Linked DNA regions of Mus musculus: regions 1, 2, 3, 4 and 6 are each linked to region 5. A link is a contact called in public ChIA-PET data. All regions are on one chromosome and are shown on one strand. Each heading gives the region's core, a stretch centred on a gene start, on an enhancer-like site or on the middle of the called end of the contact. The rest is flanking DNA. Distances are from core to core; before and after follow the strand shown. Region 1 overlaps Ninj2 (ninjurin 2). Region 2 has its middle 8.1 kb from the start of Tmem121b. Region 3 has its middle 10 kb from the start of Ninj2. Region 4 holds the start of Wnk1 (WNK lysine deficient protein kinase 1). Region 5 overlaps Wnt5b (wingless-type MMTV integration site family, member 5B). Region 6 holds the start of Kdm5a (lysine (K)-specific demethylase 5A).

The links. ChIA-PET counts read pairs in DNA pulled down with a chosen protein or histone mark.
Region 1: an RNA polymerase II ChIA-PET map of memory CD8 T cells shows a contact between it and region 5, with 14 read pairs. The contact joins two enhancer-like sites. A contact is called at or near these places in 3 of 15 datasets of contacts at CTCF or cohesin (embryonic stem cells, large pre-B cells and pro-B cells) and 8 of 115 datasets of contacts at active chromatin or transcription factors (astrocytes, cardiomyocytes, embryonic stem cells and 3 more).
Region 2: an RNA polymerase II ChIA-PET map of memory CD8 T cells shows a contact between it and region 5, with 6 read pairs. The contact joins two enhancer-like sites. A contact is called at or near these places in 1 of 39 promoter capture datasets (liver) and 1 of 115 datasets of contacts at active chromatin or transcription factors (memory CD8 T cells).
Region 3: a contact with region 5 is called in an RNA polymerase II ChIA-PET map of memory CD8 T cells, with 5 read pairs. The contact joins two enhancer-like sites. A contact is called at or near these places in 2 of 39 promoter capture datasets (hippocampal neurons and liver) and 1 of 115 datasets of contacts at active chromatin or transcription factors (memory CD8 T cells).
Region 4: a contact with region 5 is called in an RNA polymerase II ChIA-PET map of memory CD8 T cells, with 22 read pairs. The contact joins the promoter of Wnk1 here to the enhancer-like site in region 5. A contact is called at or near these places in 2 of 39 promoter capture datasets (cranial neural crest and embryonic stem cells), 1 of 115 datasets of contacts at active chromatin or transcription factors (memory CD8 T cells) and 1 of 9 other capture datasets (adipose tissue).
Region 6: an RNA polymerase II ChIA-PET map of memory CD8 T cells shows a contact between it and region 5, with 10 read pairs. The contact joins the promoter of Kdm5a here to the enhancer-like site in region 5. A contact is called at or near these places in 1 of 39 promoter capture datasets (neural stem cells), 8 of 115 datasets of contacts at active chromatin or transcription factors (the 230-238 cell line, acute myeloid leukemia, astrocytes and 4 more) and 2 of 9 other capture datasets (embryonic tail and pancreatic islet).

Annotation. Positions count from the first base shown.
Region 1 is chr6:120,185,892-120,189,231 of GRCm38.p6, forward strand. All of the region lies in intron 1 of Ninj2 (ninjurin 2), which reads left to right. Among named protein-coding and RNA genes, the nearest start is that of Gm25327, 44 kb to the left of the region's middle. Within about 2 kb of position 1,865, at least 189 of the 459 cell types and tissues checked have an H3K27ac peak or open chromatin away from gene starts, as enhancers often do. A contact at or near this core is called in memory CD8 T cells and pro-B cells, where this site is marked.
Region 2 is chr6:120,484,248-120,487,474 of GRCm38.p6, forward strand. No RefSeq gene overlaps it. Among named protein-coding and RNA genes, the nearest start is that of Tmem121b, 8.1 kb to the right of the region's middle. Within about 2 kb of position 1,939, at least 81 of the 459 cell types and tissues checked have an H3K27ac peak or open chromatin away from gene starts, as enhancers often do. A contact at or near this core is called in memory CD8 T cells, where this site is marked.
Region 3 is chr6:120,081,320-120,084,670 of GRCm38.p6, forward strand. No RefSeq gene overlaps it. Among named protein-coding and RNA genes, the nearest start is that of Ninj2, 10 kb to the right of the region's middle. Within about 2 kb of position 1,837, at least 143 of the 459 cell types and tissues checked have an H3K27ac peak or open chromatin away from gene starts, as enhancers often do. A contact at or near this core is called in memory CD8 T cells, where this site is marked.
Region 4 is chr6:120,036,702-120,040,253 of GRCm38.p6, forward strand. Wnk1 (WNK lysine deficient protein kinase 1) reads right to left here and starts at 1,954. Exons shown (of 28, transcript NM_001199084.1): 1 at 173-1,954. The coding sequence starts at 931.
Region 5 is chr6:119,520,665-119,524,139 of GRCm38.p6, forward strand. All of the region lies in intron 1 of Wnt5b (wingless-type MMTV integration site family, member 5B), which reads right to left. Gm30690 (a long non-coding RNA gene) reads left to right here. Exons shown (of 3, transcript XR_869405.2): 1 at 1-193; 2 at 1,099-1,214; 3 at 1,646-3,475. Among named protein-coding and RNA genes, the nearest start is that of Gm30690, 4.4 kb to the left of the region's middle. Within about 2 kb of position 1,522, at least 81 of the 459 cell types and tissues checked have an H3K27ac peak or open chromatin away from gene starts, as enhancers often do. A contact at or near this core is called in the 230-238 cell line, memory CD8 T cells and pro-B cells, where this site is marked.
Region 6 is chr6:120,362,524-120,365,792 of GRCm38.p6, forward strand. It overlaps Kdm5a (lysine (K)-specific demethylase 5A), which reads left to right and starts at 1,576. Exons shown (of 28, transcript NM_145997.2): 1 at 1,576-2,255. The coding sequence starts at 2,091. It also overlaps a transcript of Ccdc77 not described here.

The sequences.
Region 1 (3,340 bases), core at 615-3,114, 670 kb after region 5:
GCTGAGTGCAGGCTGGGCTCAGTGACTGTGTCCTCCCATCTCACAGCGGCACTGGAAGCCTGAGAACTGAAGAGAGAGCGGTGCACCCGCCATGTGAGGTCTCCAGCTGCACCAGCTGGGCGAGGAAGGAATGAGGGCTGGGTGAGAGCAAAGCACCTGGGCTGGGTCAGGGTCCCAGGTGGGCACAGTCCTGCTGACTCATGCTGGCAAGTCAGTCAAAGGGGGCCCCTCAGGACTGTCGTCACCCCAGCACTGGGGACTCTGTGCTCCCTGAATCCTCTCTTGTTTATTCCCTCTATAGTCTATTTCATCTATGGCCAGTACCAAGGATACTGCAGTACAGCAAGCAAGATGCTCCATTGAAGGGGGTCTGGCACACAACTCCTCTTCCGTCTGCTAGGCCCTTTCTGAATGAATGCAGAGTTCATTCACTTGTTCATTAGCCCTGTCAGGTGAGGTGCTGCAGCACCGAGGGAGACAAAGTCCACAGTCCCCGCAGCAGCCGTTGGGGTGGCATGAAGGGTCATTTTATCTCCTGGCTTCCCCACTTTAGACACTTTATTCCCTGCTAACCCTTGCCGTTTTAGGAGATTAGGAGGGCAGGACTGTACGGCAGGCAGGGATCTTCACTGCATCCTAGATGTCTGCGTCTGATAGAAGGAGCTGGAGATGTGGTTTGTTGAACTGGACTGAATAGGCGGGCATCTTGGCAGGCTCTCTCCGGGCTGGATGGGGTGGAAAATTCAGCACCTTCCCCTTTTCCCATCTAGCTGACAGATACCATGGCCTGCTGGGGGTCTTCTCACCTGGACTACAGCCAGAAACTGTCAGTACTTCTTGTTCTAATTGCATTACATTCCAAACAAGAACTCTCGCCTTTTGAAATGTATGCTCTAGTGGGGAGGCCACACTCACTCTCATCGTGGTGTGCAATGTTGACTTTCAACTTCAGAACTAACTTCTGGGTTTGTTTGTCATTGTTTGGAGACAAAGGCATCTCTCTCTCTCTCTCTCTGTTTCTTTTCTTCCTTCTTTCTTTGTTTATTTTTTATTCTACATTTAGACTTCTCTCTGGATTCAGGTTCTCCATTACAGCTTGGAGAAATCCCGTGGCTCAGATGTACTGAAGTGGCAGAGCCCTTCAGCACCCATGACGCCTCAGCTCTGGTGTGGCCGAGGATGAAAAGAAAGGGGCCTCGGGCTCTCGGAGACAAGGCAATGGTGTGCCTATAATGGGTATAGGGGAGAGATGCTGCCACCCATCCTGGCTGCCAGGATAAAATGAAATCTGGGCTTCGTTTCATTGGTTTTCCTGTGGGAAAACCTAGAAATACTACATTAAAATTCTTTAGACTGGTCCTTTGAGGGTCTGTTTGGTTCTTTTTTGAGGCAAGATCTCTCACTCTTGAAGCCCAGGTTGAACTGGAACATCCTACGTAGCCCAGGCTAGCCTTAAACAAGCCTCTTACCCCAGCTTCCTAAGTACTGGGTTTGAAGGTGTGAGCCATAATTCTGGGTGGGCCTTTTGAGGTTTGTGAAAGCTGGGTGTAGTGGCTTAGCGACCCAGGTCCCAGATCCCAGGAACTCTAATACTTAAAAGCTGGGTGGTCCTGGCAACCTCACTGAACTGTTCTGACCCTTGGTTTCCGGGGAGCAGAGGGGGGGGGGAGGTGCTATTAAATGAATTAAAAGGCAAAATCAACATGAAACTGGCCAGCAGAGGCGCGCAGAAAGAGACTTCCAGGGCAGCCATGGATAGGGCAGTGGTCCTCATGCCCGGGCATCTCTCCTGATTGTCTGATTCAGTCAGAGAACCTGCCTACCCATCCCCCGCCCCTGTTGGGGATCCAGCCTACGAGTGAAAGGGAAGTGGTCTGTCACCAAGCCACGCCTCTGACCCAGCACCTTCGTTACTGTGTGCTCCCCGCTGCTTCTGCTTCCACATCAAATCCACACGCGTTGAGAACCATATTCAAAAAAAGAGCGCCGGCCTAAGGACTTCCATATGGGCACACAGCCCTTCAGATCTGACCTTTGGGCAGCCAATTTCTTGGAACTTCGGTTCCTTCACTTACAAATTTGGGACTAGTTCCATTTTCAGAGCTGTGCTCGGCAGGCAGCATTGTCTTTGTTGCTCTTTCCGTGTTAACTCTTTTACTTGGCTCTTAAAAGTAGGATCCACGGGGCAGCGGGGCAGCGGAGGTGGGCTGGGTGGACCTGGAGAATATTTGCTTTGGGGGAAACTCTAGAGCCAAAGTGGACTCTAGAGCTAAGTGCCAAATGGGGCTGAAAACCTCCAAGCAAAGTTCTGACCCAGAAAGTGCTCTGGTCTTGGGTGAGCACTGGGGGGTGGGGGGGTGGGGGGAACAGATAGATCCTTGGGCAGTTTGTGTGTGGTAAATCCACGGTTAACTGCACTCTGAGTAGTCTTTCCTAAAGGCCACTGGCCAAGTTCTGTTTGCAGGGGAGATGGGCGAGCTCTCCGCAAAGAGTAAGCAGGCCCCGCCGCGCTCTCCCACGCAGGTCCTCCCTTGCAGCCTCTCTGCACATTCTGCCTCCTCTAGTGGAGGACCAACCCTATTGTCGCCTGTAATTCTCACTTGGGTTTCCGAAGACTCAGATTCCTGCCGGGGAGGGGCTGAGCTAACCTGAGCCTCTCTAAGCAGTTTCCTGGCCTCCCCTGCGGGACAACCGCAGTCCCGCAGCCCTTCCCCCCAGCCCCCCCGAAGGCCACGCCCCTCATCTTTAATGTTGCACGGTCCAGGCCCAGTCCTGGGGCCTTGGGCAAGAGCTGGAGCCTCCCAGGGAGGTTGAATCCAAGGCTGGAGGAGCTTTCAGGGACAGTCAGGGATTATCACCAGAATAACACGCAAAAGACACCCCGCCCTACCGCGGATTAGAGGCTGTTGATTTTTAAGGGCAAGACGGCTGCTCTTGGCATGGAAGGCCAAGGGCGGCACAGTGGCGGCATGGGGCCTGCCCCAAACAGAGAGCCGCAGGAGTCTGCCCTTTTGTGGGTTTTGGCCTGAAGACAGTGACAGCACCGGGCCTGTCAGCCCTATGTGAGGATTACAGTCCAGGAGAGAAAAAGACAGTCCTTAGGGGTGGAGCAGGTTTTCCAACAGATGTCCCAAGCCACTCCCCTGTCCCGGAAGTGATGCCACACCCTAAAGCTCTTTTCTTTAATAAATTTGTGGGAAAGCAGTGTGTATTTGAGACACTTAAGTTTCTTCTCCAGCATCCTAGCACCAAACACTAGCAAGGGACTGAGCTCGGGGACTGTGCAACCCAAGAATATGCAAGAGAGGATCTTAAAGGTGGAGACAGCTTAAGTTCAAGA
Region 2 (3,227 bases), core at 689-3,188, 960 kb after region 5:
TAGAACACTCGTATACCCCAGAAAGAAGCCTGGTGTGCCTCCCCCCGCACCCCCACCTCCTCAGCCCCAGGTAGCACCAGGTCTGCTTTCTTTCATTTTCTAGACATGTCTGTTCTAGATTTTCCATATACTAGGATCAGAATTCTCAGGGGCTTCTTGGCTCATGTTCTTCATACCACTTCCTCCTTAGAGGTCTTTGCTCATCATGAATGTTAGAAATTCTAGAAACTGGTGCCTGCTGTCAGACAAACACCAAGATCACCAAGAACATCAAAACCATTCCTTTATGCTTGTATTATTCTGAACCGTGCCTAATGAAACTGTTTTGGCCTGGCATGGTGCCACATTTGAGTCTCAACAGGAGTTCCACGCCAACCTTGGTAATAGTAAGACCCTCTCTCAAGACAGGAAACAAGGTGGCTCCACAGGTAAAGGGGCTTGCACCCCCACCCCCACCCCCACCCCCCACCACAGCTTTGATGTCCTAAGTTCAATCCCCAGGGCCTGCCTGGAAGGAGAGAGTCTGATCTCAACACAGATTTCATGGCTGGCACACACACATGACACTGAGTATGTAGGCACACATGCCAGTAACTAGGAATGAGAGGACCCCTGTTTGGGAGACTAGGTGTGGCTCAGCAATAGAGTACTTGTCTAGCACACATGTGCCTCAGGAAAAAACAGAAAAAGATGGCGGAAGAGCACTTGCTGCTTTCTCAGAGGACCCAGGCTCAGTATTCAGCACCCACATGGCAGCTCACAACCGCCTCTAACTCCAATTCCAGGGGATCCAGTGTGCTCTTTTGGCCTCTTCAGGCACCAGGCATACCCATGCACACAGTGCACATACATACATGAAGGCAAACCACTCACACACACAAGTCGTTTAAGATCTTATTTACACACACACACCCCCCACCACCACCACCAGAAGCCAGCCGCTGCCACCATGTGCTGCTTTCTTGGCTCTTTGCCTATCTCCTAGAAAGTTGCAGGGTGAGGCTTAGTAGAACACATCAGTCAGCACGTGACCAGGGGGCATGGGACCTGTACTCCTGACAGGCATTTCCCTGCATCTCTAGGCAAACTCCTGAGTGCACTCTCCTGTCTTGAGCCTAATTGAGAAATGAGGTGTGTGTGTGTGTGTGTGTGTGTGTGTGTGTGGTGGTGGGGATGAACAAGGAAAGAGTAAGGGACAATTAGAGGTGACCTGGGTGTCACTTGATAGAGTGTTTCAGTCCAGATCTAGTTTCTTGGCACTGCTTCGGAAGGCTCACACGCAAGTCCCTTAGCCAGGCTTCCAGCTGCATTGGAGCTGACATCTGTGATGGGAGAGGAAGGTGGGTTTGGTTAGTTTTTATTTACCTGTGAAAATGAAACAGGTAAGGTCTGCGGCTCAGTGACAGATGGCTCGCTCAGCCTGAGACCCTGGGTTGCATCCCCAGTCCCGGAAGTAAGACAAGAAAACTTGAAAATAAAGTAGGGACTCAGGAGGAGGGTGGTATCCTGGAGACGCAATGGGCAGTTAGATTCCCATTCTAAATAAGTGAAAGAGCAGGCTTTGCCCTACCCTGGCGCCTCCAGAGGAGACCTGCTCACCAAGGGCCACCAGGCGATACTGTAGGCTCCAGCCTGTGTAAGAGAGCAACATCCCAAGAGCTCTTTGGCACAGTCAGTGCAAGGCTGGCACTGAAATTCAGGACTTGCGTCTCACAAGTCAGACGTGTTAGACAGAAAGTTCCTTACAAAGAGCATCCCGGCCCTGTTCAGAAGCTGAGCAGCTTTAGATCAACAACTTTCCCAGGCTCCAGGTTGCTCTCTCTAAAAAGGGCACCACATTAGTTCCTACCTCATAGCTGTCTGTAAGGGACGGGTGAAGTTCACATGAGAGGAGCTGACTTCTCCACACCCAGGAAGTGCTGGAACATTTTAACCACAACCGGGTCCCTCTGTGGCTCCTCCATCACACTGCTGCCTCTCCCCACAGGCCCAGCGGCTTCCTCCCTCAGTCGGAGCCTCTGACCTGGTTCTGGGCTTGAGCAGCTTGTGTGTCCTCAGGCACTGCTCAGCCTCTTCTTCTGCTGCTTCCTGCCCTCTCCCTCTAGTGTTTGCTTTCTGAGATTATCAAAGCTATCTCTGCGCAGGATTGGCTCACACCAAGTGAATATATCATTGTGGGAACGTAGCCACAGGGCAGCACACTAGAGCGTGTTACGGAAGATTCTATTCTGGAGGCTAACACAAGGAGCTGGCAGGGTAGCATGCTCCTGGCTGTCACATCACCCCATCCCCAAGTGGCTCCCAGGGCCATCTACTTGGTCCTGCTCTTCCTCCAGCTCTCTCAATTGTGGCCTCTGCTGGCACCAGGTCCCCATGCCAGCCCTGTCCATTTTGAACAGTGAAGGTGGGTGGTCACTGCATGGAGAGAGCCTTTGTCTGTTACTGGAACTTGGCATCCTCTGTTTCTTTGCTTACGGATGAGTTAAGGTCTTGTCGAGCCTGCCCTGTCCACTCCTCACCTGGATACTTTTCCTATAGGATCACCCTTGGGTTATGGGCACCTTAGTAGGAGGTGGATCCTTCATCTCAGACTGGAGAAAGTGATGTAACCGTGGTCTGAGAAGGGCGTGACCACACCTTGGCAAGATGCTTCCATTGGTTAACCTTTTCTTCCACGAAACCAGCTTAGAAAGTGAAAGTCAGTTTTGCTTTCAGCTACAATTGAGCTTAAACACAGGGAATGTTGACCCCACTGAGCAGCTGACATCTGAAGGCTCCTGTGAAGTGAAGCTCTAAGAGGTGACAGAAGGTGGCTTAGAGTGGCTGCAGGTGGCTTCAGTAGCTTCTTATCCCCCAGTGCTTCAGGAAAAGGAGCTGCAGCCACCGACAGGTGACTGTTGAGGAATGAGCCAGCGGCTCTGCACCTTGGTCTGGTGCCCCAGGGTGTGATTTTGTCCTCTTCCTTGTCAGCAGTACTGCACCACCACCATTTACCCCGGGGCAGCCTCCCTGTCCCTACACTAAACCAGTCCTCCAGAGATCTCCTCCAGTTTTCTCGGGTGTCTCTGAGGAACTCCAGCTGACCAGAGCCAACAGGCACTGCTGGCTTACCTGGAAGATGTGTCTAAATATGTATAACAGGCCTGGACAGACTTAGGAAGAAATGAAAGCGTGCTGCTACATTGTCCTGGAGTTGTTTTCTGTATATATACATTTTGGCTTGTGAG
Region 3 (3,351 bases), core at 587-3,086, 560 kb after region 5:
TGACCTCTTTTGGCCTCCAAGGGCACTAGACACATAAACATAGTGCACAGACATATATGAATATATAAAGATGATTTTAGAAAATTAGAGAAAATGTGGGATGTTAGGATCGCAAAGTTATTTGTGGTATTTTCCTTCCTCTGTTTTCCTTATATTCTATATAAGGCTTATGCAATGCTATATTAATAATCCAAAATCGTATTGAAACCCCAAACTAAATCTAAGCCAGTGAGATGATAGGGACTCAGAGTCAAGAAGGCAAATGCTTGGCTCAGGTGAGAGAGGAAACCGAGCACAGACAAGCAGAAGTGTCTTTCTCCACTGTGTGCCTTTCAAAGTCAAGTTCAAAGGGCTGGGGAACTGCAGGCTTTTGCAGGATGGTGGAGGAAGTGGCCAAGTACAGAAGTTGAGAGATGCATCATCCCAAGAGCAAGGGAGGGGTGTGATGGAGTGAGGTGTTGGCTCAGCCAGGTTCTGCGTGGCCTGGAATCCAGCAAAAACCTTCCTAGCTGCACAGGTCGAGAGACACCCAGAGTAGCACATGTGAGATGCTTACATCCCACTTATCAGCAGAAGATACAGATTGTGGTTTCAGATGCCAGCTGAGCCCTTACCAGATGTGCATAACCATCCATTCCTGCCTTGGTTTATTTGTGTGTTCTGTTTACTATAATCTCACACAGGAATTCATTTCAGTGTATTTTCACCTTATGACCACCCTGTCGCAGCCGCCATTTTCCTCTTGTATTCAATGACATAGGGAAGTAGAAAAGGATACACACAATATGAAATGGAGAAGATTGTTGTATAAGAAATGTCTCCATGAGTTGTGTGAGCCAGGAAGAAAGCAGAGCTTGGCAGTGACGCCTTACCCTCAGCATCAAGGCCATTCTCCAGGACAGATGGAGTTTGAGGCCAGCCTAGGCTGCATACACACAAAAACCAAAACAAAAATCAAGAGGCCGGTAGTGAGGACTGTGTTATAAAAGTAACAACTGGCAGCTTCCGCCTTCCAAGATGACTACAGTCGCTCTGAAACTCCCGTCTTCCTGTGCTGTACACAGAAAAAGAAATGAATTTCCTAGTGTTGGGTAGTGAGTGCACTCCACTGTAAAAAGTATGAACTTGCAGTCAGAATGTCCAGGGTGTGAGTGTCAACACCATCGAGAGCTTCTGAAATGAACTCAGAATTAAGTTTCTTCAATTCCAACCTCCAGTTGTGACTGTAGGGAGGGGGAGTTGAGGAAGAGTTACATTTGTCTCAAGGTAATAGACTTAAAAGACACGCCTTTCACTCTGTGCTCTTACTGCTTTGAGTAGCAGGTATGAAGAGCCAGCCTCAGGAGTTGTTTGTCTGTGTTGTGTGTATGGGAGGCTCTGCACATGGCTGAAGGTGTGGTTCCTCCCCCCTCTCTTTTTTCATTTTTCTCTGTGTAGCCTGGCTGTCCTAGAACTCACTCTGTAGACCAGGTTGGCCTTGAACTCATAGAGACCCACCTGCCTCTGCCTCCTGAGTAGTGAGATTAAAGTAGTGGGTCACCACCAGCTGACTATATTCTGTTTTGTTGTTGTTGCTGTTGTTTAAATAATGGCCATATATTACTTTTCTGATCAGGAAAAAAAAAAGTGACTACATGAACATTTAGAAAATTCTCTCCACATTTTGCAGATGAATGAAACCAAGGTACCAGATAGGAAATGACTCACGGAAGATCACGTGACTATCAGTGGCTTTGTGACGAAGTTCAGGAAACCACACTTCCATTTCGTACCCTGATCACCCTGGTCTGCGTTAGTTACCAGTAGTTTTTATAACACGAATCTTCTGAGCATCAGTTTTGTCTGGGAACTCTGACTGTTCTGTGAAGAAGGAAGTGTTCCTTCAAAGCCGGGGATCAGTTACGTATACTCTTCAGCTGAGGCTCACTGCTAGGGGAGCTTCCAAAATCAAAACCCTGTTCTCATGGGTCCTCCAGTAAGTTCTTACTGTTCCATGTGCACTAGTGACATCAATGTCACAGTGCCACTGTAAATTTGAGAACTGTGGTGGGGGTGGGGCAGGAACTGGTTGTCAGAGGAACATGAGACACAAAAATCTTTGTCCTGGAGCTGTTCACAAATTTAAAAAAAAAAAAAAATTCTCTGCCCCTTTATTTTCTTCAGCTACCCCCTGGAAACGTGTCCAAAGACAGAGTGTGAGGGGACAAGGAACCTTGCGGCTGCTTTGCAGTTGGTAGATTCTGCAATTCACAGTGCAGCAGGGATTTGAGGAACCCAGGTAAAGTAACAAATGTAAAACCACGCCCAAGGCCTGGAGGGCGGCTCCCTGAAAGCCTGCTCAAGGGCCTAGGTTTGATCCTCAGCTAATCAGAAGCCACCGGAAGGAGTCTGGGGTACCAATTGGTGCTAGAGCATATGTTAACATATGAGTGTATGCAAGGCTCCGGGCTCAGTCTCTAGCAGGAAAACCCAAACCCATATAAAGTAATAACAAAACCCCAGGGCAAGTACAATCCCAAGAGGAAACCCTCATGCTTGCTATAGACTGAGCGGTGGTAATGACTCCAGTGAAAACAAACGAACAACCCTGGCTGGTGCGGGATTCTGATAACTGAGTGTAGGGAGCAGAGGAAAGCCTTAATGGGCACTGCCATGTAAAGGCCCCCAACCTCAGACCCGTGGGTACGGCAAAGCTTTCCCCTGGCGAGGCTCAGAGACACAGCAAATTCTGGTCCAAGTACATGATTGGCCTACTAACGATTTGATCAGCATGTACAAACCTTAACAACCGGCAGCTTCTGCCTTCCGAGATGACTACAGTCGCTCTGAAACTCCTGTCTTCCTGTGCTGTACACAGTAAAAGAGATGAATTTCCCAGTGTTGGGTAGTGTGTGCACTCCACTAAGCAAGCATAGCCCACCCCATCCCAGCTTCTCTGTACCCATCTGTGTGTCTGTTTTGCATTCTGACATCCACCTAAGCCAGGTTTCCAGGACCATGCTATGAAGGACACGGAAGTAGAGGAGTGTGGAAGACCAGAAGGAGGGATATTATGAGAACTTTGAACTTTCTGCTCTAGAAAACAAAATCTTTAGACCAACAGCTGAAACTCGGGATATGTCCAACAGGTACAAAGCCTTAGGTTTATCCACAGTACTGCCAAATACAAAGAGCAAACAGAGAAACCCTCCCCCTTCTCCCCTTCCCTCCACAGCCCACAATCACACCAGCAGGCAGAAGGACCAGGAGTTAAAAGTAGACTTGCTTCCTTGGGTGACTGTGAGTTATTACTATCGATAGCCTGTTAAACACCACCATAGCTGTATCGACTGCGTACGTGTGCCTGCCCCA
Region 4 (3,552 bases), core at 704-3,203, 520 kb after region 5:
TAACTAACTACAAGCTCCACAATCTCCCAATTTCAACCTCTTTGGACACTAGTCTTCCCGCCCTCTCAGAGTCAGAGAATTACAAGTAAAGAGTGAACTCGACAAACTGGCTTAACAGAGCCAAATTTGGGATCCAAACGACCGAATAAGAAAAAAGGGGGTGGGGCATTACCTGCAATTCACACCAGGCGACTTCCACAGTGGTTTCGGTGTCCAGACCTTTGTAGACTGTCTTAAAGGAGCCTCTGCCGATTTCGATGTCAAATTTGAGAAAGCGACCGTCATTGGACATTCCCACTGCCTTGGTCTCCAGCTCTTCGATATCATCCTGTTGCTGGCTCCTATCCTCCTGCGCCTCTTTGGCGCTGGCGCCACCACTGCCACTTCCACTTCTGGACGGCGGTGGCTCCTCTTTGCTCCCCACGAGGCTGGGCTGGGACACCGGGCGGTCTTTGCTGGTACTGCTGGGGACGGTCGTGGTGGCCGAGCCTACAACGGCTTGTTCCCCAGGGGAGGCAGCAGCCGAGGGTTGCTGAGACACCTGGGAAGCAACGGTGGCGGTCAAAGTTTCCTCTCTGTGAGGTTCGGGTGGAGCACTCTGGGGCACCACTGCAGGTACACTAGGTTGCGGGATAGAGAGAGGGAGGCCCGGCAGCTCCAACGCGGTGGCATTGGAGTCGCAGATGACGCTTCGGCGGAAGAATCGGTGCTCCGTGGGGGTGGTGGTGGCGGCCGCCCCACGACTGTCCTTGTCCATAGTGTGCCGGCGGCGCCGATATTCCTCCGTCCTGCCAACTCCCGAGTCGGCGACCGTAGCCCCCAGTTTCTCGCCCACGGAAGAATCGGAGCTTGAGCCATTCTTGGGGACGGGCGCCGGAGGCGTAAGGAAGCCCGGAGTGCCGCTTTGCTTCTCGGCGGCACCGTCAGACATGGTCGGTCCGATGGAGTGAAGAATGCGGGCTCGGATTTATGAATGAAAAGGGAAAAGGGTGACCCGGAGAAGCCACCAAGAAGTGCTGGGCAGCGCTCCTACGGCGGGCTCCGAACCACCGGACGACTCCCACTCAGCACTGACAAGGCGCCCCGAGGGCGACGCGGGACACTGAGTCCGGCTGCTGCGGCGGCTGCTGCTGCTGGCACCGAAGCTGCTGCGGCTCACGGGGCGGGCTCGTCGGCGGGCTAGGAGGGAGCGGAGCCACGGGGGTTAGCGCCGCACAGTCCGCATCCATCCTGCAGCGAGCGGAGGCCGGTAGGGCTGGGGCAGCAGAAGCGCCGCAGTCATGAGGAGCAGGGCGCGGAATTGGCTCCTGGGCGAGAGGATGCGACCCAAGTGAAGACGGCTAAGCTCCCTCCGCTGCCGCTGCCGCCGTCGCCGCCCGCCCGCCGAGCACGGCGGGATAGGCCCTGAGGGCGGAGGCACAGCGCGCGAGGGACGAGCCCCGACGCCGGGCGGTGGCAGCCCGGGGCACAGGAGTGGGAGGGGCCGCGCAGGGGAAGGAGGGCCGCGGCCCGGGTTCCCGGTCGCTCGCTCGCTCGCTCGCTCGCTCGGCCGCCGCCTCAGGCAGCACGCGCCCCGGAGAGGGGACCAGTCTCAGAGGGCGCCCATCACTAGATGCTGAGGGCCGAAGCCTCGAAGCCTCGAAGCCTGAGGAGCGGCCCCCCCCGTCCCCGAGGCCTCCCCGCCCGCCCCGGGCCTGGCGAACCTCTTCCCCTCTCTGGCCGGCGCCGGGGGCAGAGGAGGGAGGGAACTGTGGGGAGGGGAGGGCCGCTCACCGCGGGGCCCGGGCTCCGCTACTTCTCTGGCCAGGAGGAGAGGAGACCGAAAGAACTGGGAGGAGGGGGAGAGGGAGAGAAAAAGAGCAGTCACCCCACTAGGCGCCTTCTGTCAGCGAAGAAGGGAGTACGGAATAGCCGAGCAGAAGGAGCGCGTCCGCCCGGGAAAACTCTCCGCTTTAAATGGCGCCGATGTCTGAAGCCTCCACACAGCCCGCTTGGACCCCGCCCCCCGCCGCCCGGGGCGGCCCCGCCCACATCGCGCTCGGGGGGCTCTCGCGCAGGCGTGCCGAGCTCGAGGCACGATGGGATTTGTAGTTTCGCGGTGAAAACCGTGAAAGGAACCCGGGAGGAACGCGCCTACTACTTCCGTGATGCCCTGCGATTGCTCTAGCCTGGTGCCTCCTGGGAATTGTAGTTCCTTTTTTTGAAAACCGCCCCATCTGAAAGCCTGATGGGAGCGTCATCGTGGGTCGCTCAATTCCGTTCCAAACTCAGTGCTCGCTATCAAAATCATTATTTAGGAATCAATTGCAAAAGAAGAGAAGAAAGGAGAAGAAAAGAAAGGAGAGAATGAGAGACTTCCGTCATGTTCTGCTTAGATAGCTCGTAGAGCTGCCATGCAATGAAAAATGATGTTGTTCGTCTTTAATGGAGAGCCTCCTTAGTGTTGTGACTAGGGGTGTGGGAGTGGAGAAGGAGGTAAAGCTGAATAACCTGAGCCTGAATTCGAAGACTCCCAGAAAACTTTGTGAAGAGTGCACATACCATCACTGTTGATTAGATGGGTGAGGGTAAACAAAATATATTCCATCCTTCTCTTCTTCACAACAACTAAAGCCGCATGCTCATCTCCAGTTTCCAAACAAGTACTTTGGCTGCAAAGATGGGCTGCCTACTAAATAAAACCCAGGATCAGAGCGAACCTCTTTGCTTTGCCGGAAACTTAACGGGAACGGGAGGTGTAGGGGGCGGGGAGAGGCGGGTGACAAGCATGGGAGGAGGTCGAGTTCGAAGATATTCTACATCTTTAATCTTTGATTACAAACTTGAGAGGACATAGTTGACTTTTGCCTCTATATTTGAGTAAAAATTATTTTCCTTTTGTTTTCTTATACCCTGCCTCGGTGGCTCAGTAAAACATCCCCTTTCTGTACTACACTTGCATATGTACACATATGTAATTTATACCAAGGCGCGGATCTCCGGAAACCTAGATCCGTGCAGTTTACAGTAATGGAATTCTTCTCTTCAAAATATCTTTAGTGCTTCCTGGACCACCTTTGCTACTACGTAAGATTATAGTTGTGATGAGCACCAGGGGGCACCAGACAGAGTAGGAAACCAAATTTATGAGCCAGATGGCAGTTACAAGTCTTAACCCAACCGGTGAGAGCGGGAAGCGCTTAAACGTACGCAACCGCACCCGAGCGTGAATACGCTGCAGTCGCAGCCCAGGACTGGAGCGAGCTCTGAAGCGCGTTTTCCTTGTCCAAGACTATATGAGAGGATCTCTGAGTGATTTGGAAGCGGCTAAACGGAAGATTCCTTGACTCAGTGTATCTAGATAAACTTCGCATAGAGAAGTCTTGCTATACAATTAATATTAACTTATCAGAAACGTTTAAAAAGAAGTCAGCACGTTTCCTTTTTTTTTTTCTTGCCGAAATCTACCATGTAAGTTTTAGTGTTTGTTTGAACCCTATGGCTGTTAGATTTAATAAAGAAGGCAGGTTGTGAACAGTTTGAAATACAAGTGCAGAAGGGGCAGGAAGAATA
Region 5 (3,475 bases), core at 272-2,771:
ATAATAAAGCTGCCTGAGTGTTTTTCATTCCTCAGAGCAAAGGTGGGTAAAGATAGAAGTTGGGTCGGTGATGCCAACTTGATGAGGCTAGCCAGGAGGAACAAAAGAGGACCGGGAGGGACCTGGGTGCAGGCAGCAGCTCTAGGGTCGAGGCAGCTGGCAGCCTGGCGAAGGAAGCTGGGAGGAACAAACCGTAAGCTGAGCTTCAGCTTCAGCTTCTGGCTCTCCCGGGCTGGGGGATGGTTGTGATGGATCCTGGGCTAAGCTGGATGGAGCAAAGGGAACCGGGAGAGGTCAGAGTGCAGGCTGAGGTCACAGACAAAGACAATAGTGTGTTTTAAAAAAACTACATGCAGCAGACTAAGTCACGAGCGCTCTGCTTTTTTTTTTTTTGAATGAAATTTATCCCCTTATAAAAGAGCTCGAAGGTTGACTTTGTAGCCTGCCACTGAAATCACTGCTCTTTTCTAGAAGTTTTCTAGTAGAATTTTGGGAGTCTCTTATGTATTCTGTCATATCAATTTCAAATATGGATAATTTGACTTCTATTTGTATCTGTTTAGTTTCCTTTTCTTATCTTACTGCTTTATCTAGTGCTTCAAGCACCATCTCGAAGAAAGGTGGGGATCGTGGACAGCCTTATCTTGTTCCTGATTTTAATGGGCTTGGTTCTAGCAGCTCTTGTTATGTAGCCCAGGCTGGCCCTGAACTCTTCATCCTCCTGAGTGCTGGAATTGTAGGCATGTAACCCTTCCCTTGGCTTTCAGTCCCTGTTTAATAGTTATATTGAAGGTAATGGGATTTTACCCTGCAGTGTGAAACAATGAAGCAGACATAATCTTCCTTGTGTTTGGGAAATGATATTCATTACCAGGAGCCCCCTCCTGTGGCTAAGTGCAGCATCACCTACCACAGCCCTCTAGGAACAGAACACACTCAGACTGCAACCAGGGAAACATAACATATTCTCTCTCTCTCTCTCTCCCTCCCTCTCTCTCTCTCTCAGAGAGCCACTCTGGTGCAGCATTGCCAGCAGGAAAATGTTTTAGATTCATTTTACACCCTTCAGGCTGCTGTGTGAAATTCTCTTCTTTCTAGGTAACAGATGGCAAAGTGGAACTTAGCAGGGTTGGTGGCATGCCCAGCACGTTAGTCAGGATGGAGCAGAGTTGGAACCCACTCTACACTGCCTCCAGAGCCTCTCGGCGCCCCAGGTCTGTATCAGGATGACCAGTCATGGCTCATCACATCCCAAGTCCTTTGGCTGCAGAGGGGTGGCTGGGTTTAAATGAGTGTATTCTCTAGGCAGTGGCTCAGGCAAGGGCTCATTTAGGTGTTTGCAAGGCAGCCAGTGACTGGCATCGGCATCTGAGTGAAGGTGTAGTTCCAGCATCCTGGGCAGCTGCAAGCCAGATGGGCACCATGACTCAGCCTGCCAGGACCTCCCTGCACACCCCGTACACCTTCCTGCCAGTGGTTTCCTGTGAGATGGCCCTCTCCTTTGAGCCTCTGCTCAGAGTCTCCCCCAACACTCCCCACGGGTTTCCTGCATCTTTTCCCTGTTGGGCCTCTGTACTCCTCACTGCCCTGCCCCCCAGCAACTGGCAGAGTTTTCTTTCTCACTGTCAATCTGTGGTTTCTTCAGAGTCCCTCCTCAAAGGCTGACTGTCCTGAATCTGCATAGACTCCCCACAGTGCTGGTTCCATGCCTGGCAGCTCCATCAGAGAAGGTATGCTCATCTGACACAAATTCACCCAGACCTGCGTTGGGCATGCTGATAAATAGAGGGGCTCTTTTTACATAGCCCGAGCATGTTTACACCAGACAGCTACAGGAATGAAGTTATATGTGTGAGCATCCTTGGGAGCTTGGAGGAGCCTGCCACGTGGTCATGGAGGGTGGGGGCAGGATCGTAGAATGCTGTCACAAGATTGCATGTGCGAAAGGGCATTGCACACAGCTACGGGCCATGGGTGGCAGCCACAAGCATGCTAATTCAGGCATCTCATTCAGAAGGAAGCAAATGGTTCTCTGAGGCTCTGATGCCGGGGGTGTGTGAGAGGTGAGGGGAGAGGAACAAAATCAGGACGGACATAGAACATCCTCTCTCAAGGATGCGCTGGTATTACAATGCCTGGGGTCTATGTATCGCGCTGACTCTGACCTCTCTGGATTATGTATCAATTCTTATTTCTCAGTTGGGAAAGTACAGATCACTTTTCCTTATGCAGTAGACCACAGCTGCAGAGGCAACGGCTCTCAAACATGACTGCTGCAGCAACAACCACTTGGGTGGCATCAGAGCCTCAGCTCTGGAGAGTTTACCCACCTCTACCCTGGCAGTGGATCGCCTCAACCACTTAGAGCAAAGAGGACTCCACAGTTAAGAAGTATGGGGGGGGGGGGGATTCACATTGTGTAGGAATACATCGAACTTCTGTGGTAAGCAAAAAAAAAAAAAAAATGTATCTTTAATTTGGCTGAAATCATCATTTCTCAAACATTTTGATCACAGTAATTAGTAATTAGTCACTAAATACCTGCCAGCCTGAAGAGAGGGCTGAATGTTGAACCGAGCTGGATTACACGATCCCAGCCTTTTTCAGCCCTAAAACCCGCTGCCTTGTGAACAAAGACTACGTCATGTAGCTGGGACTAATAATAAAGTATAACGGGGGTGGGGCGATACAGATGTGCTGACATTCATCCTAACAAGACGATGGGCCAGTGCCAGGCACAAGAGGGGACGAGCAGGTGGCAGTGGTCAAGGGTCAGCCGGGAAGCACAGCGGTGGCCATAGTCGGGAGAGAAGCGACATAGGATGCGGGAAAATAAAACATATGAGGCGACAGACAACACCAGGAAGCCTCGGTCAGGTATAAAGCATGTGGCAGGCGGCAAAGCCTGAGACTGTCACAGACATTTCTGGGTACCAAGAAAGGCTCAGGTGGGGCCACAGGAAGAGCCTTCATTCATGGTGAGGGGCCCGTTTCCTCAGGGCCACAGGAGCCATGAGAAGGGACCTTGGGGGAGTGGACTATGCAAAAGTCGGGAGGATCCATCACGGAAGCTGGCAGACAGTAGCCATGCACTTCAAACTGTTGTTCAGCCACAAAGAAGACTGAAACCCTTAGCATTTACACGGGCGGGCCTAGGGGTGAACAATGACGTCAGGTGAACTGTGGAAACATGAAAGACACAAGCCTCACAGTCTCTCCCATGTGTGGAAGTTCAAACCCGAATACAGACTAGTAATTCTTAGTGATTCCTCCAGGGCTGGAAAGTTGGGTAAGGATGATAAAAGGACCCCCGATACCTCACAGAATCCCAATAGTGTATACAGTCTGTGTATGCTAATCAAAAATAAAAGTAATATTTTCAAAAAGCATAGCGTGGCCTCAGGAACCAGCGAAGAGGAAATCCAGACAGCCTGGCGCGGTGCAAAAGGCAGAGGGAATGTAATTCACCCACATA
Region 6 (3,269 bases), core at 326-2,825, 840 kb after region 5:
GTAGAGGCAGGGGTATCTCTGGGAGTCAGAGGCCAGTCTGGTCTACAGAGAGGTCCAGGACAACCAAGGCTCTACAGAGAAACCTTGTCTTGAAAAACAAACACAAAAATTTAAAACAGTCTTTTGAATTTTACTATTTCTCTTTTGATGTGCATAGTTCTTTTTTTTTCAGATTAAATGCTAAATGACCTAAGTCTTGTTATAAAATATTTTAGTAATTGTATATAATTCATCATACCTTCCTATGTCCATTTTTTCTCTGTATATCACTTTTTCCCTTTTTTCTTTAAGCAAGAAATGGAGACTATACTGGAGTTACAGCTCAGGACACATTTACCTAATATGTTCAAGGACTTGGGTTCAATTTCTAGTACAGAAAGTAATTGAACAAACTAGCCTGAGTCCATTTCCTTGCATTCCTGATCCTGACTAGCAGAATAGAACCTTTATTTATGAGTCAGCGTTTTACCTGATAGCCACCCCCCCACTCCAACCCCCCCAGCCTTTGATTACTTAATGTGTGAATTTGTAGATGAATGTATGTGGACCTGGCGTGAAGGTGAGGTCAGCTTTCAGTTCTCTCCTTTAACCATGGGGTTCCAGGAATCAAACTTAGGATTTCAAGCTTGGTGGCAAGTGCCCTTCACAGCTGAGCCACTGTTCTGGCCCTTACCCCGTATTCTTGACCATTCTGGAACTCGATAAGTGTACCATGTGGCCTTATGGTGCTCTTTCTACATCTCCTTCCCCAGAATTGAGTTTATAGTCCTGAGCCACCACACAGGGATTTTCCTTACTTACAAGGTCTCCCGTAGCCTAATCAGGCCTCAAATTCATATGCAGCTCGAACTGCCCCTAAAGCATCTACCTTCATCACCATAAAGGTATATGGATGTGGAGGGCACAGGATAACTTTGGAGCCGGTTCTTGCCTTCAACCTTGTAGAGTCAGGCTTAGACGCATAAAGGAACTGTAGGACCGTATACCAGAAACGTGGCTTTTTTTTTTTTTAAACCAGCCATTGCTGATCGGAACTCTATGCGTGTGCAACTATGCCCGGCCTTCCAAGTAGAGGTTTCTGACAAGGTGACCAGTTTCATACCAAACTGAAATGGGTTGGTTACAAAGCAAGCGTTTTCAGGCCCTGCTTACTACTCAAATACGGTTTCGGGATGGCTGCCAACAGCTAGACTAGCAAGGCCAGGCCCTCTATGGGTAGGTTCCCAGTGTCGTGAGAAAAAGCAAGTCGCAGCTGGTGGTGAAGGCCGGCCCATGTAATGACGGAATTGGGCTGAAACCTATTGGTCACGGAGAAGCGAGAAACCCGTACGAAGGCGACCGAGCGAAACGAGTTGTACAAGACTAGCATTCGAAAGAAGGAAACGGAGACGCGGAAACTCGGCCAAGAGTTCGTCACTTGTCCAAACCTAGACAACGATGTTAAAAACAGGTCTCGGAGAACGAACAAACCCGGCCGACTAGCCACGGAGGGGCCCACCTTGCGTTCGTGTCCCCACCCCCGACACAAAGAGGAACCGGAAGCCCCTTACCGGAAGCAGTACCTCTGCTCTCCGAGGCATTACACATTCCTCCGCGCGCCGGAAGCGCGCGTTCCACCTTGCGGGGTAGCTTTTCCCTCGCCTCTCCTCGAGAGAGGTCGCGGCGCCTTGAGGGGCCGCGCACCCGGGGTGGACGGAGGGCGCAGAACTTTGACAGGCAAGCTGTGAGAAAACAAAAAACCAAAATAAAACAAAAAAGCTCCGCCGGCCGTCATGGAAGGGAGCGAGGAGAGAAGACCCGACTAGACGTGGCGGCGGTGGGATTTTGTTTCCTGCGGTGGCGGACTGATTTAGCAGCACGTTAACTTCCGGGAGCGTCCTGCCCCTGAGAGGAAAAGCCCTGAAGGAAACAATAACAAACGAGCGGAGGGAGAGCGGCTGGCGCTCCTGTGAGGACTCGTTCTCGTCCTAAGAAGATGCGCTGCGGCCCCAGTGCGGGGACGTGAGAGGGCTTTGGTGGCCGTCAGCCAAGCCTTTCCTCGCTTGTGCACCTCAGGCCCCCCTGGCTTTTTATTTTATTTTTTGGTGACCATGGCGTCCGTGGGCCCGGGGGGCTACGCGGCGGAGTTCGTGCCACCGCCCGAGTGCCCGGTCTTTGAGCCCAGTTGGGAGGAGTTCACAGACCCGCTGAGTTTTATCGGGCGCATCCGGCCCTTTGCGGAGAAAACGGGCATCTGCAAAATCCGGCCACCCAAGGTAGCGTCGCCTGAGGGCGGGGACGGGGGGCGTGCTGGGGCGGCGGGACGGTCCTCCTCCTCCCCGTGGCTTTCCTCTTTGGGGGTCTTCCGTGCTCTCCGGGGGCCCCTCCCTCCTCTCTTGGTGTCCCGAGGCCACTTTTGAGGATGTTTTTTGCCCTGGTTTCTGAACGCAGTTTCACGTCCACTTTGACATTTTATTTGATCGCGTGTGAGTGTGTGTGTGTGTGTGTGTGTGTGTGTGTGAGAGAGAGAGAGAGAGAGAGAGAGAGAGAGAGACAGACAGACAGAGAGACAGACAGACAGAGAGAGGGAGAGAGGGGAGGAGAGCGAGAGAGCGCTCGCGGAGGGGTCAGAGGACATTTTGTAGGAGTCGATTCTCTTCCTGCGTTGTGGGGGTTGTGGGTCTCCGGGCTCGAACTCAAGATTGTCAGGCTTTGGCCTGACGACTGGGCCATCGCATCGCTTCTCAGGTCCCCCTTCAAAAGACAGAAAGAGGTGTCTCTGGGACCTTTTCCTTCCCAGAACTTATTGGGCACGGATATTGTAGTGTGGATTGGAGGTAAGGATAACAAAAGGCTTCAGGCCCTTCCTAGGGAAAGGCGTTTGAAGTGTCCTGTCATCAGCTCACGCACCATCTTTCTGTTTGCGTGTTAAAAAAAACCCCACTAATGTCGACCGTTTTTGTGTCCAAGCCTACTGATGTTCAGTTTATCAAACCTTTGCAGGCCACTACTCGGGTTTCTTAAATTTAGTAATCCGAACTCAGGTTGTCTACAGGGTGATGTCACTAGACTAGAACCCCCACGCTAATTATTACTGCAACAAGGAGGCATCCTTGAGAAAGATAAAGAGCATTAATTTTTTGTTTTTGTTTTTGTTTTTTTAATGTAGAGGTTTAGAAAGAATTGGCCAATGAATGGTGATGGAAGAAAACGTTGAAATCTCTATATGTAAGAAATAAGAAAGTAAGGGACAAAGATTCCCAAACTGTACTATAAATAATCAAGTTTGC